Regions from separate parts of the Aedes aegypti genome. Here region 1 is linked to region 2. Evidence: chromatin contacts called from public Hi-C data. All regions are on one chromosome and are shown on one strand. Each heading gives the region's core, a stretch centred on a gene start, on an enhancer-like site or on the middle of the called end of the contact. The rest is flanking DNA. Distances are from core to core; before and after follow the strand shown.

The links. Hi-C and Micro-C count contacts between places; a contact is called where the count stands out from the background.
Region 1: a contact with region 2 is called in a Hi-C map of whole pupa, with 6 times the contacts expected there. The contact joins two enhancer-like sites. A contact is called at or near these places in 2 of 2 Hi-C or Micro-C datasets (whole body and whole pupa).

What each region holds. Positions count from the first base shown.
Region 1 is chr1:219,359,631-219,365,595 of AaegL5.0, forward strand. All of the region lies in intron 2 of LOC5578520 (polypyrimidine tract-binding protein 2), which reads left to right. Among protein-coding and RNA genes, the nearest start is that of Trnaq-cug, 170 kb to the left of the region's middle. Within about 2 kb of position 1,316, at least 1 of the 3 cell types and tissues checked has open chromatin away from gene starts, as enhancers often do.
Region 2 is chr1:219,159,071-219,165,619 of AaegL5.0, forward strand. All of the region lies in intron 2 of LOC5578520 (polypyrimidine tract-binding protein 2), which reads left to right. Among protein-coding and RNA genes, the nearest start is that of Trnaw-cca, 23 kb to the left of the region's middle. Within about 2 kb of position 4,946, at least 2 of the 3 cell types and tissues checked have open chromatin away from gene starts, as enhancers often do.

The DNA.
Region 1 (5,965 bases), core at 66-2,565, 200 kb after region 2:
TGGTAGCAACTACGAATCGTACGGTCATCAAAAAAACCATTAAAATTTATCTCCGTGAAGATTCCAGTTGTAATTTAAATCAGATTCTGGTTTGAACCGAAGACAGACTACAGTTGGAATCCAAGTCACATTTCAATGGTTATCTGAGACAAATTCCAATTTGAATTTAAGAGCTATAGTTCAGTTGGAATCTAAAACAGATTTCAGTTCGTATTTGATTTAGATTTTTTGGGAAAATCTGCAACAGATCCGTCCGAAACAGTCCTACTGATTTATTTTTGTTGTTAATTACGAACACGTGTACAGATCGTTATGATTTAATTATCTTTAAAAGTCTCCCAAGAGATCCAACCATCAACAATTGTTCGACCGTTCTGGAATTTCCCCATTAGCTCAAATCCTCCAAACCGGTGACCTTCCGAACCAGTTTCAGGCGAAAATTACCCCCCTAATTTAGCGGCAGGAAACTTCTTCAGTGCAAAATCACGTCAATTGTTGCCCATTTCGAACTCCATTAGCCATTAGCTTCACATGGTTCAAAAGCATGGATTGCGGTCCGACCTCCTACGGATTCATTCACTCCACGAGGCGCGAGTTCCTATTCCTAATCGCGAAAAAGATCCTCCTCAAATTAGCCAATTTATTCCATGTGCGTTGCCGACCGCTGACTGTTTTCGAAAAACCATTAAGCCGATCGCGACCGAACGCTTGGAATAATGCTTGTATGGAAGTCAACGGCCGGTCTCTAGTCGGAGCGACACACTCATCGTAAATCACATTCTGTTAGCTGAGCTCTCGGTAAGCCGACTAAGTCGGCTACTAAGCTCAAGATAAGCCAATCGATTGCTTGACACCCGCCGCGTCGACGCCCCCACAATTGACTTAGATTAGCTGTATTCGGCCCAGAAGAAACGACGAGAATCGGGAATGTCGTCGTCGTAAAACAAAAGCAACCGAGAAAGAGAGAGTGAGCGCGCGCGGAGAGATTGAGGAAACCTTACAATTGTCTGCGCTACGCGCGCAGCTCACCGGTGAGTTAACCTTGAAAATTCGATTATCCGCGTTCCTTCATTCTCTCTCGTTTCGCGATGACGAACGAGAGAGAGAGAGTGCCTCCACTGAACGTGTTCACTCACTCTCGATTCAGCTCGTTCTCACTCGTGTACTCTCTCGTGAGTGTCTCGTTCTCAGTCAAGCGAATGCCGAACAGAAGCCATTCGTTTAAGTCACTTTAGCTCACTCGTATCGCACCTAGCTTCATGTGCGAGCTCTGCTCCGGTATGGGTGTTAAATCATCGAAGCGTGATGGAGTGCGGTATCTAGCACATAGACACAGACTCTGTCGGATGACCGAGAGCATGGGCCGCGAGGTAAAGGCGGCGGCGGTGCTGACTCAATCACGAATGAGTGATTCTTGAGCGAAGAAGCGCGCATGAGGCCGGCCGGCGGCTGCTGCGGCGGTCAGAAAACCGGTAGCGTAGCGAATGGATCAAGTGGTTCGACTGGACCCCGAGCCGAGAGAGAAATTCGCGCAAGTATTGGTGTGCCGCACTGGGAGTCGTCATTGCCGTTCGGTAGTGTTAATAATATTCCGGTCAATGGCAAAAGAGTTGAACGTGTGAGCTATTCGGAAGGGGGTTCCATTCTGACGGTTTGTTTGTGGACTGGAGGGACGTAAGGGCGGATGCATTAAGTTATAATAGAAGCAAAAGAAGAGTCAGGAATGGATACAGTAGGAAATCGTATTGTAGCTACCGGCAGAATACAGAAATAACGTTTTGAGTAATTGATAAGTTTTTGAAGGCGTTTGAATCAGATTCCTAGATCACACTACTAAAAAAATCATTTGTTTAAAATAAAATGATGAATGCTTCCCCAAGAAGCATAGAAATGCTTCTAGAAAAAGCTTAAAATACTTTTCGTATAAGCAAATGCATTTTTAAGAAGCTTGCATAAGCTTCTCGAGAAAGCTTACTAGCGCTTTTCAAAGAACCTTCTCAGAAAAGCGTGTTAATGCTTCTCCAAAAAAAAAATTACAAAAGCTTCTCCAAAAAAATCGTAATTATTCTTCAAAAACATGAAAACGTATCTCCAAAAAATGCTTCTCATACAAGGATTGCAAACTCTTGTCCTCAAATTTTTCAAAATTTATTCCAAAATGCTTGAAAAAGCTTTTCCAGGATACTTGCATGAGCATCTTTCAAGAAACTTGCGAAAGCTTGTTTCAAAAGCTTGCAAACCCGAGCAGTGGATTACAACATATTTGTAAGAGTTTGTTACTTAGTTAGCACGTTTAAGTATAGCATGTTTCCTCTATGTTAAACAAAATGATGTATGAGCAAATGCTCTTAGATTCTTTGAGAATAAACTCTGTTAGTATGTATGTACCGTAATTTCGGGTGTAATTGATCATTTTCCACGGTTTTTCTAGTCTGTTTTCTATAATGTTAACAATGCCAAACAACTAAATGCAGGAAAACAAGTACGAAGGTGAGCCTCATCGACTTATGTACCGAAATTTTCTAACAAATGTCATTTTAGTTTTATCAAATACCTTTAAAATAAAAAATCAGAGGATCTCATTTCGGGGTGAAATTGATCACTTGTCAATGCCATTATTGTTAGTTTCTAAAACAACTCTATATGATAAATTTGAGCTCCCTGAATCCGAATATGCTTGTGAAATTCTTAACAATGCAATATTTACATAAATAACGAATAGTTAAATTTCAAGAATTACGCGGAAAACGCCTAAATGTATGCAATTTCCTAAGGAATTCAATGATATCTAACAGAAATTCAATTATTTCAACCATATGAGCTAATTGGTACGAGTTTTAGTGATGAAATCTGGTTTGGGGATATATCTCAAGCATCCTCACAAACTTTTAGTTTTATACCATGTTCAAATCCTTGTTTAAAACTAGAAGTTCATAGCTGTTTGTCAATACTGCACTGTGCAAAATTTTGAAATTTTACGTTATTTTCATAGTAATAAACATTCTTTAATGCAAAAAACTTCACAACACACAATTCTACAATAGTTACGACAAGCAACGTTCATTTACTGCAGCTTACATTGATATTTGTGCTCCATTACGAATAAATAAAATCGTGTGATACGATGATCAATTTCACCCTTCTGATCAATTACACCCGATTTTACGGTATTGACTAAAACAAATTTAAAACAACATTTGTAACGTTTTCTGTTATAATTGTATAATAAACCGTTTCTATCAAAATAAATATAATTGTGATACAATTTTGTTTTAATGCACTACTTCGGAATGCTACTCCTACAAATTTTCTACATAAATCTTCCTAATGCATTTTCGAGAAGCTTTTAAAAACTTCTCCAAAAAATAAAGTCTATGAGAAGCTGAAAAATTCTTTTTCAAGGAGCTTTCACATGCTATTCCAAGAAGCTATCTAAAGCTCATTCTAAGAGCTCCCAATGCTTCTCCAAGAAGCTTGCAAAAGCTTCTCCGGAGTGCTTGCAATAGCTTCTCAAAAAAGCCTACAAAAGCTTCTCCACAAAATTTATTGTAGCTTTTTTCAGTAGCTTGAAAAAAATATTCTCATAGACTAGCAACATGTTTTCTCAAATGCTAGGAAAAACGAGACCCAGAAGCATGAAAATCCTTCTGAAAAGCTACTCTGTGTATTTTTGGACAAGCTCCATTCATATGCTTAAAAAAGTTTATTAGCGCTTCATCTTGGTTTGGAAAAGCTTATCTCAGTGTCTCTACTCTCTAAAATAAAGTAACTTATATTCTCTTCAAAAAAGTAGAAACAAAAGTCTGATAGTTGGTCCAGAAGAGCTTGCTTTTCTTCATAAGCATTGAAGTTTAAAAAGCGTGTACCGCAAGCGTAAAAAGCTTAAAAGATGCTTTCAAAGCATTTATTTTGCTGCTAGATAAACCTTCTATTAGATTATTAGCAAAGATTCTCCTGACATTTCACCAGAAACCAATGAAAGGTTCTTCTGGAAGTTAGTAGAACTTCTATTAGATGCTAGCATAGGTTTCTCCTAAAAGCTTGGAAAGGCTTTTCCTAGAAGCTTGGAAAGGCTTCTCCTTGAAGCTTGGAAAAGTTTTTCCTAGAAGCATGGATGAGCTGTTCCTAGAAGCTTGGAAAAGCTTTTTCTAGAAGCTTGGGAGAGGTTTTGTTAAAAACTTTGAAAAGCTTCTCCAATATGTTTGGAAAACCTTCTCCTAGCAGCTTGGAAAGGCTTCTCCAAGAAGCTTGGAAAGGCTTCTCCTAGAAGCTTGAAGAAGCTTCTCCTAGAAGCTTGGAAAAGCTTCTCCTATGAGCTTGGGAAAGCTTCTCCTAGAAGCTTGGATGATTTTCTGCTAGATGCTTGGAAGATATTCTCCTGAAAGCTTGGAAAATATTCTCATAGAAGTTTGAAAGAGCTTTTCTTAGAAGCTTGGTAGAGCTTCTGTTAGAAGCTTGGAAGAGCATCTCCTAGAAGCTTGGAAGCGCTTTTCCTAGAAGCTTGGAACAGATTCTCTTAGAAGCTTGGAACAGCTTCTCTTAGAAGCTTGGAACAGCTTCTCTTAGAAGCTTGGAACAGATTTTCTTAGAAGCTTGGAACAGCTTTTCTTAGAAGCTTGGAACAGCTTCTCTTAAGGCTTGGAACAGCTTCTCTTAGAAGCTTGGAACAGCTTCTCTTAGAAGCTTGAAACAGCTTCTCTTAGAAGCTTGGAACAGCTTCTCTTAGAAGCTTGGAACAGCTTCTCTAAGAAGCTTGAAAAAGCTTCTCTTAGAAGCTTGGAAAAGCTTCTCTTAGAAGCTTGGAAAAGCTTCTCTTAGAAGCTTGGAAAAGCTTCTCTTAGAAGCTTGGAAAAGCTTCTCTTAGAAGCTTGAAAAAGCTTTTCATAGAAGCTTGGAAATGGAAGAGCGTCTCCTGGATGCATGGAAAAGTTGCTCCTTAAAAATTGGAAGAGCTTCTCCTAGAAGTTTGCAAGAGCTTCTCCTAGAAGCTTGGAAAAGCTTCTCTAACAAGCTTGGAAAAGCTTCTTCTAGAAGCTTGGAAGGGCTTCTCCTAGAAGATTGGCAAAGCTTTTCCTAGAAACTTGGAAAAGCTTCTCCTAGAACCTTGGAAAAGCTTCTCCTAGATGCTTGGAAAAGTTTTTCATTGAAGCTTGGAAAAGCTTCTCCTAGAAGCTTAGAAAAGCTTCTCCTAGAAGCTTGGAAAGGCTTCTCCTAGAAGCTTGGAATGGCTTCTCCTAGAAGCTTGGAATAGCTTCTCCTAGAAGCTTGGAAAGGCTACTCCTAAAAGCTTGGAAAGGCTTTTCCTGGAAGCTTGGAAAGGCTTCTCCTAGAAGCTTGGAAAGGCTTCCCACAAGAAGCTTGGAAAGGCTTCTCTAAGAAGCTTGGAAAGGCTTCTCCTAGAAGCTTGGAAAGGCTTTTCCTAGAAGCTTGGAAAGGCTTCTCCTAGAAGCTTGGAAAGGCTTCTCCTAGAAGCTTGGAAAGGCTTCTTTTAGAAGCTTGGAAAGGCTTCTTTAAGAAGCTTGGAAATGCTTCTCCTAGAAGCTTTCAAAGGCTTCTCCTAGAAGCTTTCAAAGGCTTTTCCTAGAAACTTGGGAAGGCTCCTCCAACAAACTTGGGAAGGCTTCTCCTAGAAACTTGGAAAGGCTTCTCCTAGAAGCTTGGAAAGGCTTCTCCTAGAAGCGTGAAAAAGCTTTTCCCGGAAGTTTGACTTAACTTCTCCTAGAAGCCTTTTTAGAAGCTTGGAAAGGCTTCTTTTAGAAGCTTGGAAATGCTTCTCCTAGAAGCTTTCAAAGGTTTCTCCTAGAAGCTTGAAATGGTTTCTCCTAGAAACTTGAAAAGCTGCTCGAAGAAGCTTGAAAAAACTTTTTCTAGAATCTTAAAAATGCTTCGCATAGAAGCTTATAAATGCTTCTCCTAGAAGCTTATAAATGCTTCTCCTAGAAGCTTGAAAAAGCTTATTCTAGAA
Region 2 (6,549 bases), core at 3,696-6,195:
CTCTCCTCGCAGCAAACTTGCACGAAATTAAGAATGATTCGAAAAAAGTACTAAGTCCAAACTGTAAACAACAGGACCAGTACCTGTCAAAATTGATGCGTGACGTCACAGTGCAATGGAGTATGGAAGAAGATTCAAAATCAGCGATTCGCGATTATGGCGACACTGGCAACACAACAACAGTAAGAAAATCTCGCTGAACTTTACTAAAGGGCCTATGCAACAATGAGAGATTCTCTCCGCTCTCGCTCTCTTTCGATTATAACAGTGCAATACTGAAACTTTTGGGAAGTTGTTGTTGTTGTTGAACGCACTGTAGAAATCACTGTACGATTCCACATAGTTTCCCTTGAGGAACTTAGAGAGAAATCCCAGAGGTAATTCTCGGAGGAGTCTCCGAAAGTATTCCTGGAGGAATTTCTGGAAACTATCTCAATTTATTTCTTGGTAAAATCTTTGAGGAAATTTTTGAAAGAAATACTGGAATCCTTGTAGAAGTTCTCCTTGTCTGAACAATCTTTGTCTTAAAGAAATTCCACATAAGAAATACATTAAGTAGCTTATGGAGAAATTCCTTCGAAAAATTCTTCTCAGGATTCCGAAGAGATTTCTCTCAATATTCTGAATATTCTGAGGAGAATTCTCTCAGGATTCCGAGGAGAATCTTCTGAGGATTTCGAGGAGAAATCTAAAGATTCTGAAGAGATTTCTCTCGAGATTCTAAGGCGAACATTGAGATTCTGAGGAGAATACTCTCATGATTGTGAGGAGAATCCTCTCAGGGTATTGAAGAGAATCCTCTCAGGGTTTTGAGGACAATTCTGAGGAAAATCCTCTTAGGATTCCGAGGAGAATCTTCTCCTGATTCCAAAGAGTATTTTATCTAAGGAGAATCTTCTCAAGATCTCAGGAGAATCCTATCACGATTTTGAGGATAATCCTCTCAGGATTCTGAGGAGAATCCTCTTAACATTGTGAGTTGATTCCTCTCGGGATTTTAAGGACAACTCTGAGGAAAATCCTCTCAAGATTCCGAGGAGATTCTTCTCAGGATTCTGAAGAGAATCCTCTCAAGATTCTAAGGAGAAATTTCTCGAGATTCTGAAGAGAATCCTCTTAAGATTGTGAGAAGAATCCACTCAGGATTTTGAGGACAACTCTGAGGAGAATCCTCTCAGGGTTCCGGAAAGAATCCTCTCAGAATTCCGAGGAAAATCCTCTAAAGATTCTGAGAAGAATTCTCTCAGGATTCTGAGGAGAACCCTTTCAGGACTCTGTGGAGAATGCTCCCGGAATTGTGAGGAGAATCCTTTCAGGATTTTGAGGACAATTCTGAGGAGAATCCTCTCAGGATTCCGAAGAGAATGCTCTTGGGTTTCTGAGGAGAATCCTCTCAGTTTTCTAAGGAGAATTCTCTCAGGATTCTAAGGAGAACCCTCTACGGATTCTGAGGAGAATCTTTTCAATATTCTGAGAAAAATCTTCTCAGGATTTTGAGAAAAATCTTCTCAGGATTTTGAGAAAAATCCTCTTGGTGTATGCGGAGAATCCTCTCACGATTCTGAGGAAAATCCTCTATGGATTCTGACGAGAATCTTTTTAGGATTCTGAGAAGAATTTGGAGGAGAATCCTCTGACGATTCTGAAGTAAATCCGCTCAGGAAAGTGAGGAGAATGCTCTGAGTTTTTAGAGTAGAATCCTCTTGAGATTCTGAAGGGAATCCTCTGAGGTGTCCGAAGAGAATTCGCTCAGAATTCTGAGGAGAATCCTCTCTGGACTCTGAGGAGAATCCTTTCAGGAGGAGAATTCTTTAGGGAATTTGAAGAAACCTCTCATGATTCAGAGCAGAATCCTCTCAGGATTTTGAGGAGAATCTTCTGAGGATTCCGAGGAGAATGCTTTCAGGATAATGAGGAGAATTCTCTCAGGATTTTCAGGAGAATTCTGCCCGATGGAATCCTGGAGGAGTCCCGTTGAGTTATCTAGCGAGAATTTCTGGGGAAATCTGTGGAAGAATTCGGGAAAGAGTCTCTAGGGGAATCTTTGAGGAAATTTATGGAAAGTATCTGAATAATGTGAAGGTAAAATCTTTGAAAGAAATATTGTAATCCTTGGAGGAGTTTTCAAAAGAATCTCTGAATTATTTGGCGGCAGAATGCCCTTGAGGCATTCCTGGGAAGTCCCTGGAGGTTTTTTAAAGCAAATCCTAAAGAAATTGCAGAAGTAATTCCTGGAGTAATCCTTGGTAGATCCCTAGAGAAATCCTTGATAGAATCACTGGGAAATTTCCAGGAGATTTGTCTGAAAGATCATTTTTAGCAATCTCTGGATAAATTGAAGAAGTAAATCTTGGAAGAATCTCTGGAGGAATGGTGAAATTCCAGAAGAATGACAGGGGGAATTATTGAAAAAGTCCTCGCAAAAATTTCGAGAAAATATCTGCATTATGTCGAGATGAAATCTATGAAGGAATTACTTGCGTTCCTGGAGAAGTTTTTACGAAAAAAACCTAAATTATGAAGCGGTGAAATTTGCCTGGATCAATTCATTGAAGAATCGCTGAAGGAGTTTCTAGACGAATTCCCGAAGGAATTCTGTGGAGATATCCCTCGAGAAATTGCTGGACTCCCTGATGAAACCCTCGAAGTGCCCCAAAGAAATATTGTAATCCTTGGAGGAGTTTTCAAAAGAATCTCTGAATTATTTGGCGGCAAAATTTCCAAGAGAAATTCCTTGGGAAGTCCCTGAAGGTTTTTTAGAGTCCCTTGAGGGATCACTGGTAGAACTCTGAATAAAGAAATTGCAGGTGGAACCTCTGGAGGATTTTGTAGTGAAATTTCTGGAAAATCCCTGATGGAACTATTGAAATCCTTGAAAATGTCTTTGAAAAAAATCTCTGAATTATTTCATGGTGGAATTTTTCAACATAAATTCCTTGAGAAATAACCATGAAGAAATACTTGAAGGAGTTTCAGGTGAAAAAATAGACATTCTTTGGAGAAATCCGGAGGACTTTCGTCCCGCAAATGCGGAGGATTTTCGTCCCGCAAATCCGGAGGACTTTCGTCCCGCAAATTCGGAGGACTTTCGTCCCGCAAATCCGGAGGACTTTCCTCCCGGAAGTCCGGAGTATTTTCCTCCCGGAAATCCGAAAATCTGCAGCTGGTTCCAGAAGGAATCTGGAGCAGATTCCAAACGAAATCTGGAGCCGATTGCAGATGAAATCTAAAGAAGATTCTCAACGGAAACTGGAGCAGGTTGCAGACGTAATCAGAAGCATATTCCAGATGAAATCTAGAGCGGATTTCCAACGGAATATGGAGCAGATTCCAACTGGAATGTAGAGCAGGTTTCGACCGGAATGTAGAGCAGATTTCAGACGCAATTTGGAGCAGATTTCCGACAGAATCTAGAGCAGACTTTCCACGCAATATAGAGCAAATTTTCTACCCAATCTGGTGCAGTTTCCCAATGGAATCTAAAAACGATTCCCAACGGAATCTGGAGCAGAATCCCGACGGCATCTGGAGCAGACTCCCGACGGAATCTGGAGGAGATTCCCGAAAGAATCTGGATCAGATTTCCGACGGAATCTGGAGCAGATTTTCGATGGACTAATTGCTGTAATATTCTACTGGCAACTCTTTTATTTTATCACTAATTTCTTCCTGACAAGAAATCCTCAAAAATTGTTATAATAAACTCGAAAATTTTCAAGAATTTCTTCTGAAAATAATCCAAGAATTAAACCAAAAATATCTAAAGTGTTGTGTTTCAGAGTTCTTCAGGAATTACAGCTAAGTTTACCTAAATTATTTGGCATTGGTATCTGTATCAATAATTCATGATATTTGCTTTGCATAGGAAGCACTTAAATATTTTTTCCTTAGAATTCCTACATACATTCAAACGGGAATTCTTTCAAGGATACTTCTTCAAATTTTACTATCATTTTTATATGAAATGTTCCTCTGCAGAAACAAATATGTAAATTTTTAAAAATATTACTTTTTGGAATTCATGAATTTCAGCATGTTAAGAAAATTCTGAGACATATTTTAGAGAAATTCCTATGAGAGTGTTTGATGTGTATTTTCAAATAATTCTTGAGAGCATATATTTAGAATTGGAAGCCTTGTTAAAAAACATACAAGAGAGCTTTTAAAAAATTTACTGTTATTAATATGAATTTCTCAAGAAGTCCATGGAGAAATTTGGTTTGAACCTATATAGCCATTTTGGTGATTAGAGATAAATTCTTAGAATCTTGGAGTAGTGGTTGGTGTTAACTTTGGAAAAATCTTAGGATGTAAGCCAGGAAGAATTTCTGGAGAAAATACTGAAAGAATGTTCAGAGTTTTCTCAGGAATGTCTCTAAAAGAAACTTTGATGGAATCCTTGGATGCATTTCAAGAAATCTCTACAGGAATCCCGGAACACTCTGTTGGGAGAATTTCTGTCAGACTTCTCGGAGGGGAATTCTTGGAAAAACCTTTTCAAGGATGTCTGAAGAATTTCGAGCTCTTGCTAAAAAGTTACGCGAGAAATGTTGGCAAATAGGAAATGTTAGTAAAGGGATCTATCTAACATTGAGAGGCTCTCTTTGTTCACTTTCTCTTTAATCAATAAAGCCACATTAACCTCTTCTGTTGCGTTTTTCAATCTACAGTGAAAAACTTCCCAAAAGCTTTAGTATTGCACTGTTATAAACCGAAGAGAGCGAGAGAGGAAAGAATCTTTAATTGTCACATAAGTCTTTTTGAAAGTTACACGAGATTTCTCCTATTAAAATCGGATCGCGCTTTTAGACTCAATTCTGCTTTCAGTGATTTGTTTATGACGTTGTGTATAAAGATCGATTTTGCTTACATTTTGTGAATAATCTTTTGAGTTCGCTCGCCCCCCTCTGATAGGAAACCTAGGAACGCCCATGCCTATGCGAACTATTCCCTTTGCACATCGCGAATCTCGGACAAAGTTTTGCGCAAACACACAAGAATTTATTGTTGTTTGTTCCCGGTACTCGCAAATTACCTGACTCTTCATCATCCGACGGAAAAAAAAATCCTCCAAATTGAATAAGAATAATCCGCGACCCACGCAGAAAAATAACACGACTTCGACAATCGACTTCCAAAACGATGCATTTTTGTCGGTTTTCGCCCTTTTCCTTCTATTCCCTTTTTAACTTTTATTTTTTGTGCAACACAAGCACAAAGCAAGCCATCGCCCCGCACTTCTTTCCCTCAATCTTGTTATCCGCCGAAATAACGAAAAAAAAATCCCAATCGCCGCATCATCGTAGTAGGCGCTGAAGTAATATAAACATAATCCAGTGTCAGTCGACACACACATCCGCGGCTTCACATGTGCACAGAGGGCAGCGACAAAGGTGGATTTTTTGATCGAACGCACTCACACTTCACAAAGATGATCGCGGTCAATGGTGGTGTGCGATGACGACGGATTATCGCACAAAGAAAACCTTACCAAAAAACTGTTGTGCTTCGCTAGAATCGAACCACGGATAAAAAAAAATGCGAATGATAGCGGGAAAAGTAACCGGCGAGAACCACGTGTAGTTGTGCGATGTTTCTTGCGTTCCCTTCTGATCGATACCGAGTCGAAGGAACTTGTTCTGCTTTTGCAAGCAGTTCACGCTTTGGGATGTGGTTCCGGTTTTTGTTTGGGTGTACAACAAGTGTCTTCTCAGAGTAAATTCTGTTGATATGTTCTTCGAATTGTTGTTTAAAATCCCCTCAGTATTCTTGTTGAGAATCCTCCCAGAATTTTTTTGGGCTTCTTCGCAAGATTCTATTAATAAATCACACAGAATCCTATTGAAATCCTCTACGGATTGAAATCCTCTACGGATTCTTCTCTCTTAGAATATTCTTTGGCGATTATAAGAGATTTTTTCTTACTTATAAGCAGGTGTACTCTAGTCCCACAGGATTCTGAGGAGAATTCTCTGAGCTTTTAGAGGAAAATCCTCTTAAGAAAGTGAGAGGAATCATCTTAAGATTCTGAAGAGAACCCCCTAGGGTTCTGAGGAGAATCCTCTCAGTAGGGTGTCCATCCATCCGGGATAAGCGGGAAAAACGCGGGAATTACAAATGACCGGGAAGAATACGGGAAATACCCGGGAATTTTGAGAACACACCGGGAAACTATGTATTTCAAGCATAAGAATACCGGTTTGTTTTAATTTCAAGCACTATAGCCGAAACGGGGCGAAACTAGGAAGAATTTCTAAGACTGTTCATGACTGTCTGTCATCGCGTACTAACTTTTGGACATTTGGAAGAATAATTTATAGAAGGGTACTTAGAGATTCCTGGTTCTTGGTGAGATGTTTGTTAGATTTTCATTTAGATCAATGCAAAATTTCAATGAGATCTTTGCTGGAATCTTAACCCTCTGTTTCCCACGACTCTGATCGACTATTTCTTTTTTTTAAGTACTTTAACAAACAATGTTACAAATGATCTAAATTTTTCGAAATCGGTTCATAAAATTTTGGTTGTTTTGCAATAGTAAATTGATCG